2 separate regions of the Arabidopsis thaliana genome follow, and region 2 is linked to region 1. The links are chromatin contacts, called in public capture Hi-C maps. All regions are on one chromosome and are shown on one strand. The core of a region is the stretch at or near the end of the contact, and the rest is flanking DNA. Distances in the headings are between cores, read along the strand shown. Region 1 holds the start of AT2G05720 (Transducin/WD40 repeat-like superfamily protein). Region 2 holds the start of PAA2.

What was found. Capture Hi-C pulls out chosen DNA fragments and counts their contacts.
Region 2: a capture Hi-C map of seedling shows a contact between it and region 1, with 2.8 times the contacts expected there. The contact joins the promoter of PAA2 here to the promoter of AT2G05720 in region 1. A contact is called at or near these places in 1 of 26 Hi-C or Micro-C datasets (leaf) and 1 of 3 other capture datasets (seedling).

Annotation. Positions count from the first base shown.
Region 1 is chr2:2,143,815-2,150,151 of TAIR10.1, forward strand. It overlaps AT2G05720 (Transducin/WD40 repeat-like superfamily protein), which reads left to right and starts at 3,378. Exons shown (of 2, transcript NM_126590.1): 1 at 3,378-3,813; 2 at 4,007-4,401. The coding sequence starts at 3,378. The coding sequence ends at 4,401. It overlaps ACO3 (aconitase 3), which reads left to right. Exons shown (of 19, transcript NM_126589.3): 9 at 1-36; 10 at 122-197; 11 at 329-514; 12 at 597-664; 13 at 757-875; 14 at 988-1,109; 15 at 1,221-1,319; 16 at 1,399-1,878; 17 at 1,966-2,064; 18 at 2,147-2,389; 19 at 2,468-2,864. The coding sequence ends at 2,536. It also overlaps the pseudogene AT2G05715.
Region 2 is chr2:2,229,285-2,235,449 of TAIR10.1, forward strand. PAA2 reads left to right here and starts at 4,735. Exons shown (of 9, transcript NM_126597.4): 1 at 4,735-5,017; 2 at 5,100-5,194; 3 at 5,276-5,357; 4 at 5,422-5,518; 5 at 5,594-5,652; 6 at 5,735-5,817; 7 at 6,124-6,165. The coding sequence starts at 4,942. It overlaps AT2G05830 (NagB/RpiA/CoA transferase-like superfamily protein), which reads left to right and starts at 255. Exons shown (of 8, transcript NM_201699.2): 1 at 255-682; 2 at 757-915; 3 at 999-1,098; 4 at 1,184-1,326; 5 at 1,517-1,622; 6 at 1,892-2,030; 7 at 2,126-2,394; 8 at 2,475-2,865. The coding sequence starts at 773. The coding sequence ends at 2,555.

The DNA.
Region 1 (6,337 bases), core at 2,128-4,627:
GGATGATGTTGAACCTTGCATTTCTGGACCAAAGCGGTATGGGTTCTGTTGGTTTTTGTAATCGCGAAGTTTATTGTCTGAATAATTGGTCATGACCATATTATTGATATCTTCTTTGCAGGCCACATGATCGTGTTACTTTGAAGGAAATGAAAGCTGACTGGCATTCATGTCTTGACAGTAAAGTTGGGTTCAAGGTATGTAACTGGATGTTTCACTTTGTGGATGTCTAATCTCTTAACCATTTACTCGTTCTATAGACTGGGTTGTTGGTGCACATTTTGGAAATCAATGTTTATTTCTGAATATTGCTATTCATTCTCCGCAGGGTTTTGCTATACCTAAAGAGGCACAAGAAAAAGTGGTAAATTTTTCGTTCGATGGACAACCAGCAGAGCTTAAACATGGAAGTGTGGTGATTGCTGCAATCACAAGCTGTACTAATACATCAAATCCCAGCGTCATGCTTGGTGCTGGTCTTGTTGCAAAGAAGGCTTGTGACCTTGGGCTACAGGTTGGTTTCACGAGAGCAAACTAGAAATCTATCTGATGCCTCGACATTTTCTGATCCCTTTTTCAAAAACTTGCCTCTGTAGGTTAAGCCTTGGATAAAGACAAGTCTTGCTCCAGGCTCAGGAGTTGTTACAAAATACTTATTAAAGAGGTATGTCGTATTTTTATCTAGTTCTTCGTTGTTAAAGGCTAATTCTTTCTTATGTGATGGTAAATTTAAGTGTAACATCTTACTCCATGCAGTGGATTGCAAGAATATCTGAATGAACAGGGTTTCAATATTGTCGGCTACGGGTGCACTACATGCATCGGGAATTCTGGGGAAATTAATGAATCAGTGGGAGCTGCTATTACCGAAAATGGTATTATTGAGATTCCCAACTAAACTTACTTTGGACTTTCCATCCTTTATATTACTATTATATATAAGTAAGTAGCTGATTTGTTTTCAATATTTGTGTTGCTTGGTTTTAGACATTGTGGCGGCTGCTGTGCTATCCGGTAACAGGAACTTTGAGGGGCGTGTTCATCCACTAACAAGAGCCAATTACCTTGCATCTCCTCCGTTGGTGGTTGCCTATGCTCTTGCTGGCACGGTAATAAATCTTGAGAACTTGTCAAAGTTCAACTTACATTTTGTATGAGATAATGACACATGACTGATTATCACATTGGTAATTTTGGCGTTCTTCTTTCTTATTTTCCAGGTTAACATTGACTTTGAAACGGAGCCTATTGGCAAAGGAAAGAATGGCAAGGACGTCTTCTTAAGAGATATCTGGCCAACCACGGAAGAAATTGCTGAGGTATATACGACTTAACCAGAGAACAATAACATCTTTTTTATACACAAATATTAAACTAATCTTTTGACATATGGATCAGGTTGTTCAATCCAGTGTTTTGCCTGACATGTTCCGAGCAACGTACGAGTCAATCACCAAGGGTAACCCCATGTGGAATAAGCTGTCTGTTCCTGAGAATACCCTCTACTCATGGGATCCCAACTCAACTTACATTCACGAGCCTCCATACTTCAAGGACATGACCATGGATCCTCCTGGTCCACACAATGTGAAGGATGCTTACTGTTTACTCAATTTTGGGGACAGTATCACCACTGATCACATCTCACCAGCTGGAAACATCCAAAAGGACAGTCCTGCTGCAAAGTTTCTCATGGAGCGTGGCGTTGACCGTAAGGACTTCAACTCATATGGAAGTCGCCGTGGGAATGATGAAATAATGGCCAGAGGTACTTTTGCTAATATCCGTATCGTTAACAAGCTCATGAATGGTGAAGTTGGCCCTAAGACTGTTCACATTCCATCTGGAGAGAAGCTCTCAGTCTTTGACGCTGCCATGGTTTGTATTTATCTAATTAAAATTTGTATTACTGACTGTATGTTGATCATGTCGAATGTCTCCTTATCATAATGTCAAATGTATCAGAGGTACAAGTCATCTGGTGAAGACACAATTATTCTGGCTGGAGCTGAGTATGGAAGTGGTAGCTCACGTGATTGGGCTGCCAAGGGACCCATGCTACAGGTTTAGAACCGCTTCTCTAGTTTCTTTCCGCATAAACCAATCTTACTGTTTTATTCTGAAACAACAAGTTTGGGATTGTCAGGGTGTTAAAGCGGTGATTGCAAAGAGTTTTGAGAGGATTCACCGAAGCAACTTGGTGGGAATGGGAATCATCCCATTGTGCTTTAAGTCCGGTGAAGACGCAGATACTCTTGGATTGACTGGTCACGAACGCTACACGATCCATCTCCCAACCGATATCTCAGAGATAAGACCTGGCCAAGATGTTACCGTCACTACCGACAACGGAAAATCTTTCACTTGCACAGTCCGCTTCGACACAGAGGTAACTAAATACTCCAATCTTTAGTGAAAAAAAGCTTTTCAATGTGAAGGAACTAATAATGGTAAAATAAATGTGCAGGTGGAATTGGCATACTTTAACCATGGAGGCATACTTCCATATGTTATCAGAAACTTGAGCAAGCAATAGTGAAGGAAGCAATACACAAGTTATGGAGCAAAATAAAAGAGTGTTTGTTTCTGTTTTAAAATGTCTTTTTTAAAAGGCAGATAAGTCTGTCTAGGATTAGGTTAAAAGGTGAGTGATCTCATGCAATATATGAGTTTCAGTGGGTTATTCTTACACGCTTAGGCTCCCATGTTTCGCAACTTGCAAGAGTTGAATATTATTGTTTTTGAAAAGGAATAAGAGAGCCTTCTTGCATATTCCCATTACTGACTCCCAAAGACCTCGCAATCTGTTGCATTTCACAAGCGTATTCAGCAGCATCTATACCAATTCTCAGATCATGTTCAAGAACACCTGCTCTATTCAAATCTACTTGCACCATTAGAGTAACCAACTAATACATAAGAAACACAAACATCTTGCAGCTGAAGCCTAAAACCAATACAAGAATCTGATAAAACCAAACTGAAACTTGTCATAAATTCCATATGAACCTGAGAGTAATCTCCTGTGTCTGAATGAAGTAACTTGCCAGCATCTTCTTCCATATGAACCCTAGTAATACCAAAATCTCCTATGTCCACCACCAAACTCAAGAGGAATATCCAAATCTGATAACCTTGAAGAAGATCTGGATAAAAATACTGCTTCCTATCGAATTTAGACTTAAGAGACAAATCACAATTCAAAGCTAACCCCAATAACCCACTTTTTTAATAGATTTCCTTTCTTTCTTTCTGATCCATCTCGTTTACTTTGCTATAAATAAGAGCTTTGGTAAGCCAAACCTTCTTGTCTTCTAAGTGAACTAGTCTTGTCACGAGCTTCTTCTAGATCTTGTTTCAAAAGTTTGTTTATACCAATGGGTCCAACAGAGCTTAGAGAGGCTAGAATAGAAATTACCAAAGATTTTATAAAGAGAGCTGCTCTAAGGATTCAGCGTGAAAATCGGCGAAGGAATGATCCAGATGAAGATAAAAATGCTGAGACTAAATTGGCTTTAAAGCATTGTAAAGACATGGTTCTTGGTTCTAGTAAATTTGGGGATGATCGTCCTCTTACTGGTTGCTCCTTATCACGAGATGGAAAAATACTCGTCACATGTTCTCTTAGTGGGGTTCCTAAATTGTGGGAGGTGCCTCAAGTTACAAACAAGATTGTTGTCTTGAAAGGTCATAAAGAACATGTAACTGATGTAGTGTTCTCGTCTGTGGATGATGAATGTCTAGCAACTGCTTCTACTGATCGAACTGAAAAGATATGGAAAACGGATGGAACACTTCTACAAACTTTTAAAGGTCATTCAGATCGTCTTGCACGCATTGCATTCCACCCGTCATAGTCGTAGTGTTGAGATGCCTCCGGACAACGAGTTTTGATAAAACATGGAGATTGTGGGATATAAACATAGGAGTTGAGATGCTTTAACACAAGAAGGTCATAGTCGTAGTGTCTACGGAATTGCATTTCAACAAGATGGATCATTAGTAGCTTCTTCGGGTTTTGATTCGCTTGCAAGAGTTTGGGATCTTCGTACGGCTAGGAATATTCTTATCTTCCAAGGACATATCAAACAGGTTCTCTCGGTGGATTTCTCTCCTAATGGTTATCATTTGGCATCTGGTGGTGAAGATAATCAATGCCGTATTTGGGATCTACGGATGAGAAAGTTGTTGTATATTATACCAGCTCATGTGAACCTCGTTTCTCAAGTAAAGTACGAACCACAAGAACGCTATTTCCTGGCTACTGCCTCACACGACATGAACGTTAATATATGGTCAGGTAGAGATTTCTCGCTTGTTAAAAGCTTAGTAGGACATGAGTCAAAAGTCGCATCTCTTGATATCGCTGTAGATAGCTCGTCTCGCAAGTGTTTCGCATGACCGCACCATAAAGCTTTGGACATGCTGTGGGAATGATGAAGATAATGGGAGAGAAACAATGGACATAGAACTCTAGTTTGTTTTTGAGTTATTTACATTTTACACTCTCACATACTTTTTCATCTTTCATTTTACACTCCCACACTTTCATCTTCCAAAACAATTTTTTTCCTGTGTTATTACCGAAACGCCCCCAACTACATACCATACACTTTTATCTTTCAAAAATAACGGTCCTCTTTTTTTTTTTCTCTCTCTCATTCTCTCTCTTATTATTATTTTAGTTACTTAATATAAAGTGTTTTGTCTGTTTTCTTATATAATAAATCAAGAATTCATTTTTCCTACATTTTAAGATCCATTGTTACTATATTTTAAGTAAATAATTATATGACAGTTTATCCATTTCCGATCGAACATTTGTTTACTATTAAATGGATTTTAAAAGGTACTTGCACAAATATACTATACCGATATTTATAACTACTGATCATCCAAACATGTGAAAGAAAGTGAATGCAAAGCTTGAAAAAACAAAAATGCAGATGTATTAATTCAAGCGTTCTGATCTGATCTGATTCAAATAAAAGAGAAGAACATGACAAGTAAGATGTCCATCAAAGATTGTATATATGGATGATGGCAAGTATGTTGACTATTCAGTGTTATTAAGTATGTTTAGTGAACTTGATCTAAGCAATATCCTTTGACCATCTAAGTGGATAAGTGTTTATGGACAAGTGTTAATGGACAAGTATTTATGGCCGAAACTAAGTAGATGAACTGAAAGTGTTTAGAGAACCTTAAATCTATTATGGTGTTGCTGGTTGTGATGGTTTCCCAAGCCTGCAACAAGTCTTGATGATTTTCAATTGGCCGACGATATATATGGTTTTCACAAAGCATATACAGTTATCCAAACTTACTTTTATTTGTGTGTTTTTAAGCTGGTGGTTCTTTAAGTCATCCATTTGTTCGAATCTAGTAGACTAGTACATGGACGATATGAACATGTTGAAACAAACAATTGTTCACAATGTCATGGATGATATGGTTATTAATGAATCAAATCAGATCAGAACTCTTGAAATAAATTTGCATTTTTGTTTTTTCAAGCTTTGCATTCACCTTCTCTCATCTGTTTCACTACAAGAAATATGGGCACTCTTAGCACACGGAAAACACTATAATATTGTTTATATAGCGAATTCATAAACGCTGTGTTTGCTGGAACTATCTTAGGTCGGTCACATACAATAGCTTTTTTTTGCTATGCTATGTTATGTAAATATATCATAGCGTAAATTATGTTATATGATTATTATTTTTGCAGCTCAGTTTTAATGTTGTATTATATTGTGTTGTAGCAATTTATATTTGTTTATTATATTACACTTATAGCTCTTGTTTATTGCTCTACTACATGTTTATGTGATATCTTATTTCATATACATTTAATCCTATTTACATAAATATTTAGTTAAATTTATTAAAAGGATTATATTAGATATATTATACAAAACATACATACCAAGTCTTATACTAACTCTATATGTTCTTTTCTATTTTAAAATTAAAATAAAAATAAAAATAACAACCGAGTTTATTATTTTAAACAACCAAATATATGTTAAGTTCCCAAAACAATTAAATGTCAAATCATATATGGAAATCATTCAAAAATGTTTTATATGATAAGGAAAATATGTTAATCTTAGCTTTAGTTTAAAGGGAATTTAATGAAAAAAAACCCTCAACTTTGGCCAGATCCATTTTTAAACCCTGAACTATGTTTTTAGTAAAACAAACCCTGAACTAAAACCTGTTAATAAACTTAACCCCACAGTAATTAAATATTAATGGGATATTAATTTCCAAAAATCGACCAAAGAACAATGACAGAATCCGTGATCCAACTGAAGATCGTCCACCTCAA
Region 2 (6,165 bases), core at 3,485-5,984, 87 kb after region 1:
TAAATAACATTAAATCATATATGATATATAATCAAATAATATTTTAGTAATCTTAAAATTAAATTAAAATTTAAAAACTGATATTTAGATAATCATAAAGTATTAACCCACAACAATAAGTGATTACAATTTAAAGAACTACTATTAGTTTCTTAAAATATTTTAAAAGCACATGTGTTCTAAAAAGGTTACAGGTAGATAAGCAGTCTGCTCCTAAAGAACTATAAACAATAATCACTTTTAATTTGTTTAAAACCAGCTTGTTTCACGCCCTAAATTAACTAAAATATATCTACCATTATTCCAGACAAAACGACGTCGGTTGGTGTGTTTCACGCCGGCTTGGTGCTCTAGGCATCTATCTGATTCTCACTATCACTACTGACACAAATCCTTTTCCTTTTGTTCCTCTTTCTCTAAACCAATCTTTAAAACAACTTATTCGTCTTCAAGATTTCTCCAACAAGTCCTACCATGTCCGGCGAAGGAGACACGACCCTCAAAGCTATCTGTTACAAGCCTGGCTCTCTCCAGTTACTCGATCAGGTTCTCTCTTTCACTTCTATAAAGTTTTCAAATTTATACTTTTTTTCCTCAAATCTGTTTACTCGTCTGAATTGGAACAGAGGAAGCTTCCTTTAGAGACTATTTACTTAGAGATTCGTGATGCTTCAGATGGATGGTAAAGTCTTTACCTTTATGATTAGAGATTGTTTTGGGAAAATTGTGGTTTAAAAAGTTTGATACTTTTGGTAGGAGTGCTATTCAGGAAATGGTTGTACGTGGTGCTCCTGCTATAGCTATTGCTGCTGCTCTTTCTTTGGCTGTTGAAGTTTTCAACTTTCATGGTTTTGATGGATCAGCTTCAGATGCTGTTGCTTTTCTTGAGAACAAGTTGGATTATTTAGTGTCAAGGTTAGATTTTGGATTTGTTAGTTAAGTTTTGCATCTTTGGTGCTTACTCTAATGTCTTTTGCTTTTTATGTTTGTTTCTTCAGCCGTCCAACAGCAGTTAATCTTGCAGATGCTGCTTTGAAACTTAAACATGTTATAGCAAAGGCCTTGGCTACTGCCACCGAAGCCAAATCCATTTTCAAGGTATCAAGAAGTTTCGTAATTCATCTGTGTGTGTGCCTTTTGCTTTTGTAAGTTTAGCTCATTCTCTGTGCTTGTTGTTCTTCAGGCATATATTGAAGCTAGTGAGGATATGCTTGAAGATGATGTTGTTTCAAACAAAGCTATAGGAAACTTTGGTTTAAGCTTGTTGAGGCAACAAGCCAAGAATCCTGATAAGCTTTCTGTTTTGACCCATTGCAACACTGGCAGGTATTGATTTAGCTAGATTTTCTGAATTGCATAGATACCGTCTGCATAAGTTACTCAAGTTGAGTAATAGCATGTTACCACATATGTGTATGCAGCTTCAACCAATAGAGTTGTGTAATGGTTTTTGGTGTTATGTTTATGTGGTAGATTCCTAGTAAGGCATTAACTACGAGTTCTATTGACTTTGTAGCCTTGCTACCGCCGGATATGGTACTGCCCTCGGTGTCATCCGTGCACTCCATACTCAAGGAATCTTAGAAAGAGCATACTGCACAGAAACTCGTCCATTTAATCAAGTAAAACTCCTAAATTAATACTTTTTCTTTCTCAATATCGTAAGAAGAAGAATCCGTAGAATACCTTAAGTTGTTAGGGACGATAATTACCTCTATATTGACATATGTGTTCTTATCAAAACGGTGGTAAAAGCTTCAAAACCATGAAGGAACGTAGGACAGATACTTCTTGTGGCAGCTCCCTGAATCCATTGCTTTATAGAGTTTTCATATCTTGTTGAACTGTTGTTGAAAGTCTTTTGAATTTATGACTAAATGGCAATTGACAGGGATCGAGGCTTACAGCGTTTGAGTTGGTGCATGAGAAAATCCCTGCAACTCTCATTGCAGACTCAGCTGCAGCTGCACTGATGAAAGATGGTCGTGTTGATGGTGTCATCGTTGGAGCTGATCGTGTGGCTTCAAATGGTACACTCAAACACCTTAGATAAATCCGTTTTCTCTCACAAATCTGATTCCTTATGACTGAATCACTTCTTAACCAATTCATTGATATACTCCAGGCGATACTGCTAACAAGATTGGGACTTACAGTCTCGCCTTGTGCGCAAAACATCACGGGATCCCATTTTATGTTGCTGCACCTCTTACCTCAGTTGATCTGTCACTTTCATCCGGGAAAGAAATCGTGATAGAGGAAAGATCTCCAAAGGAGTTGATGCACACACACGGAGGACTTGGTGAACGCATTGCAGCACCAGGGATCTCAGTTTGGAACCCAGCTTTTGATATGACTCCAGCAGAGCTGATTGCAGGAATCATAACCGAGAAAGTTCGTTTTTCCAGCCTTGCTTGTTCTGGAAGATATTTATGCTCATTTATTTGAATCTCTCAACGTGTTTGTATATGCAGGGGGTCATAACAAAGAATGGCAATGATACATTTGACATAAGCAGCTTTGCCAAGAAGATAACAGGAAACTCATCTCGTTGAAGTTAGAGTCAGCATTGCGACTTGCGGATGTTCCCCTCTCTCTATATACTTGCAACAAAGCAAATTACTTTGTAATGTTTGAGCTACTAAGTACACTGTGGTAAAAATTGTCAAAAATAAGAAATAATCGATACGTTTTAGCCAATTGTAGGTAGCCAAAATGCTGGTCTTGGGTTTAATGCTAATGAAGATTGGGAAACAACTTGTTTTAGTGTAAAACAACTTGTCCATGGGCTTGCCCGGTCCATCTTGACTTGGTTCTTATTTCTCTATTTTTTTAAGTTTAAGAAAAGAATACCGTTTCTCCTACCCGTCAATATTGAAATAATTTCAGAGGTTTTCCTTGTTCTGTGTCAACAAACAATTCGAAATGCCTCGACTTTATCAATTTTTTGATAATTCTGAACTTTAGACCAAATGCATATGGACGAGCTATATTCTGGACCAAAAAACAAATGGTCTAATTGGGCATATGACCAGTTTTGTCCACGGATAATATGGGCTTGACCATATGGACAACGGGCTGCCCATGGGCATGAATTGAGTCAATAGACATGTCTTCATTTAATTGTATTTTTATAATTTTAATTACAATTACAACTAAATAATTTTTAAATAATATATTTTACATTTATAAGTTTTTACTTTTCTGAAAATTTTAAATTTTAATGAATTATTTCTTATTAAATTATTTACGATTTTAAAGGAAAGATAGTATTCCACAATTTTCTGGAATACGCAATTTTTAAATTTTACGGTTTTGACGGGAAAAATACAATTCTCCGATTTTACGATTTTGACGGAAAAACGTAATTCTGCAAATTTTCCACCAAAATCGTGATTTTATTATATTGGCGAGAACACAATTTTACGGTTTTGACGGGAAAACGCAATTCTCTGATTTTACGGTTTTGGCGGGAAAACACAATTTTCCAGCCAAAATCGTGATTTTATTATATTGGCGAAAAACACAATTTTACAGTTTTAGTGAGAAAACACAATTCTCCGATTTTACGGTTTTAGCGGTTAAATCGTTATTTTTTTGTATCGGTGAAAAAAATAATTTTACGATTTTACCGTTTTGGCGAAAAAAGCAATTCCATAATTTTTTCGTCAAAATCGTGATTTTATTGTATTGGTAAGAAAAACACAATTTTACCATTTTGTCGAAAAAAGACAAGTCTTCGATTTCTACAATTTTTACGGAAAAATGCAATTTCTCAATTTTTCTTTAAATTTATGATTTTTGATTTATCAATAATAACAATAATAAAATAGGCTAACCATGGGCTTGCCATATGGACATGGTCTTTATTGGGCATGGACATTTTTCGGACCAAACCGTCCAACTTGGCCCATAAAAAAACTGTCCGTACGGACACGCCCAATGGTCTTTGGACGGACCATTTGACACATCTAGAAACAACCGTCAGCAGTAGCCATTCGTTAAGAGTTTCAGAATTCCGATATATACATTTTGATACAACCTACACAAAAACAAAGACAAAGAGAGAAAATCCAACTATGAGGAGGATTATCTTGTTGATAGTGCCATCAAAAACAAGAGTTAGTTATTCACCTGAAGGTTTGGCTAAACAAAGTATATTATCTCTTTTCATATACCTGTCAATTACATCTTGACGCTGCATTGTCAACAATAGAGACCTCCTATGTCCTTTGTATTCACTCTTGGCTTTCTTAAGTACTCTAGTAGATTCATCTACAAATGTAAACATGGTTGTCTTCGCCGCGAGGTCGTTTGCATGTTCTTCTTTTACTTGTTTCGTTTCAGTTCGTTCTTGATCCTGCAAGATCGGGCGTCTTCTCATTGCGGCGTTAGTTAATTAAAGTATTTTGTGCAAAAAAAATTTCCGTCCAATTTTGCAACTTTATACTCTATGTCCAAAAAAAACAAAATAATTATATGAAATTTAAAATAATACGTAATATAGTCAATTTTTACAATTTTACATATTGTAAACGTAAAAACATTTGTTTTTGAAATTTTTTAAAAAATAAATAGTTAAACTACTCATATCAAGAATTTTGATTTGATATATTATTTATCAAAATTTAAAAGTTTAATAATATCAAAAAAAATTATATTGTGTATTTTTTTAATTTTATATAATTATTCTGCATTCTTTTAACGTGAAATGTAAAGTTGCAGCCCCAGGGAGTATTTTAGAGTTTTTTCGAAGATAATTGTAATCTTAACTTATTATTTCAAGGGTATTTTGGGAGATTGACTATTTTTTTTTGGGTTCTGTCTTGAAGACAAAGAAAGCTTTCTTCTATAATACATCTTTCTCTACAGATCACACAGAAGCAAAAATTCCATCTCCGATTTCGGAAGAGAGTTGTTCTCTTCTCTGAGAAGAAGAAGATGAGCAGAGGAAGCGGCGCTGGTTACGATCGTCACATCACTATTTTCTCACCGGAAGGTCGTCTCTTCCAAGTCGGTCAGTAATCAATTTCTCTATCTTTTTTGTTTTTTTAATTTATAACTTCGGAGATTGATATTACTGGTTACGGATTTTGTAGAGTATGCTTTCAAAGCCGTGAAAGCAGCTGGAATCACATCGATCGGTGTCCGAGGGAAAGATTCAGTATGCGTCGTTACGCAGAAGAAAGTTCCGGTGAGTCCTCTTTTGACTCCTTAGGGTTTTTGTTCAAGTGAGGGTTTTGAATTAGGGATCTGATGAATGATTTGTGGGCAGGACAAGCTTTTGGATCAGTCTAGTGTATCTCACCTTTTCCCTGTTACCAAGTACCTTGGATTGTTAGCCACTGGCATGACAGGTTTGTATTTCTCATCACAATGCTTGTTCATTATGGTCATGTTTTGATCTTTCTGGGGTTGCAGCTGATTCAAGGTCATTGGTACAACAAGCTAGGAATGAGGCTGCTGAGTTTAGGTTCCAATATGGTTATGAGATGCCTGCAGATATTCTTGCTAAATGGTAATTAATTACAGACTCTATGTGTCTCTCTACACTTATGAAAGTTACTAATACTGAACTATTGTGCTGTGACAGGATTGCAGATAAGTCTCAGGTTTACACACAACATGCTTACATGAGACCCCTTGGAGTAGGCAAGTTTCCCTAATCCCTATTTATACATTTTACTTGTGTGGTGGTTTTATCCTGATTCTTGTTTTCTTTGTCTTTGTGAAGTTGCCATGGTTCTAGGTATTGATGAAGAGAGAGGACCTCTACTTTACAAGTGTGACCCAGCTGGACATTTTTACGGTCACAAGGTAATACCACCTACTTGTTATGATTAGATAAGCCTCTGCCTCTTACATGCATATTCGTATAGACTACTGCCTTTGCTAACATGGAAGAAAGAAACATTATATTGCACTTGCCTAACCAGATACTGTACTGAGAAACTTATCTGCTTTTAAGAGTTACTGGTTGACCATGGAGGTGAAACCAAAAGTTCTACACACTGTAAACCTGTGAAATATGATGTAGTCACATACGTGGTACATATGTTCCATAGGATCAGAGGCTTCTATATAAAGTTTCTCCACTTATAAGTTAGCAAACATATGATGCAGGCAACTAGTGCTGGTATGAAAGAACAAGAAGCAGTCAATTTC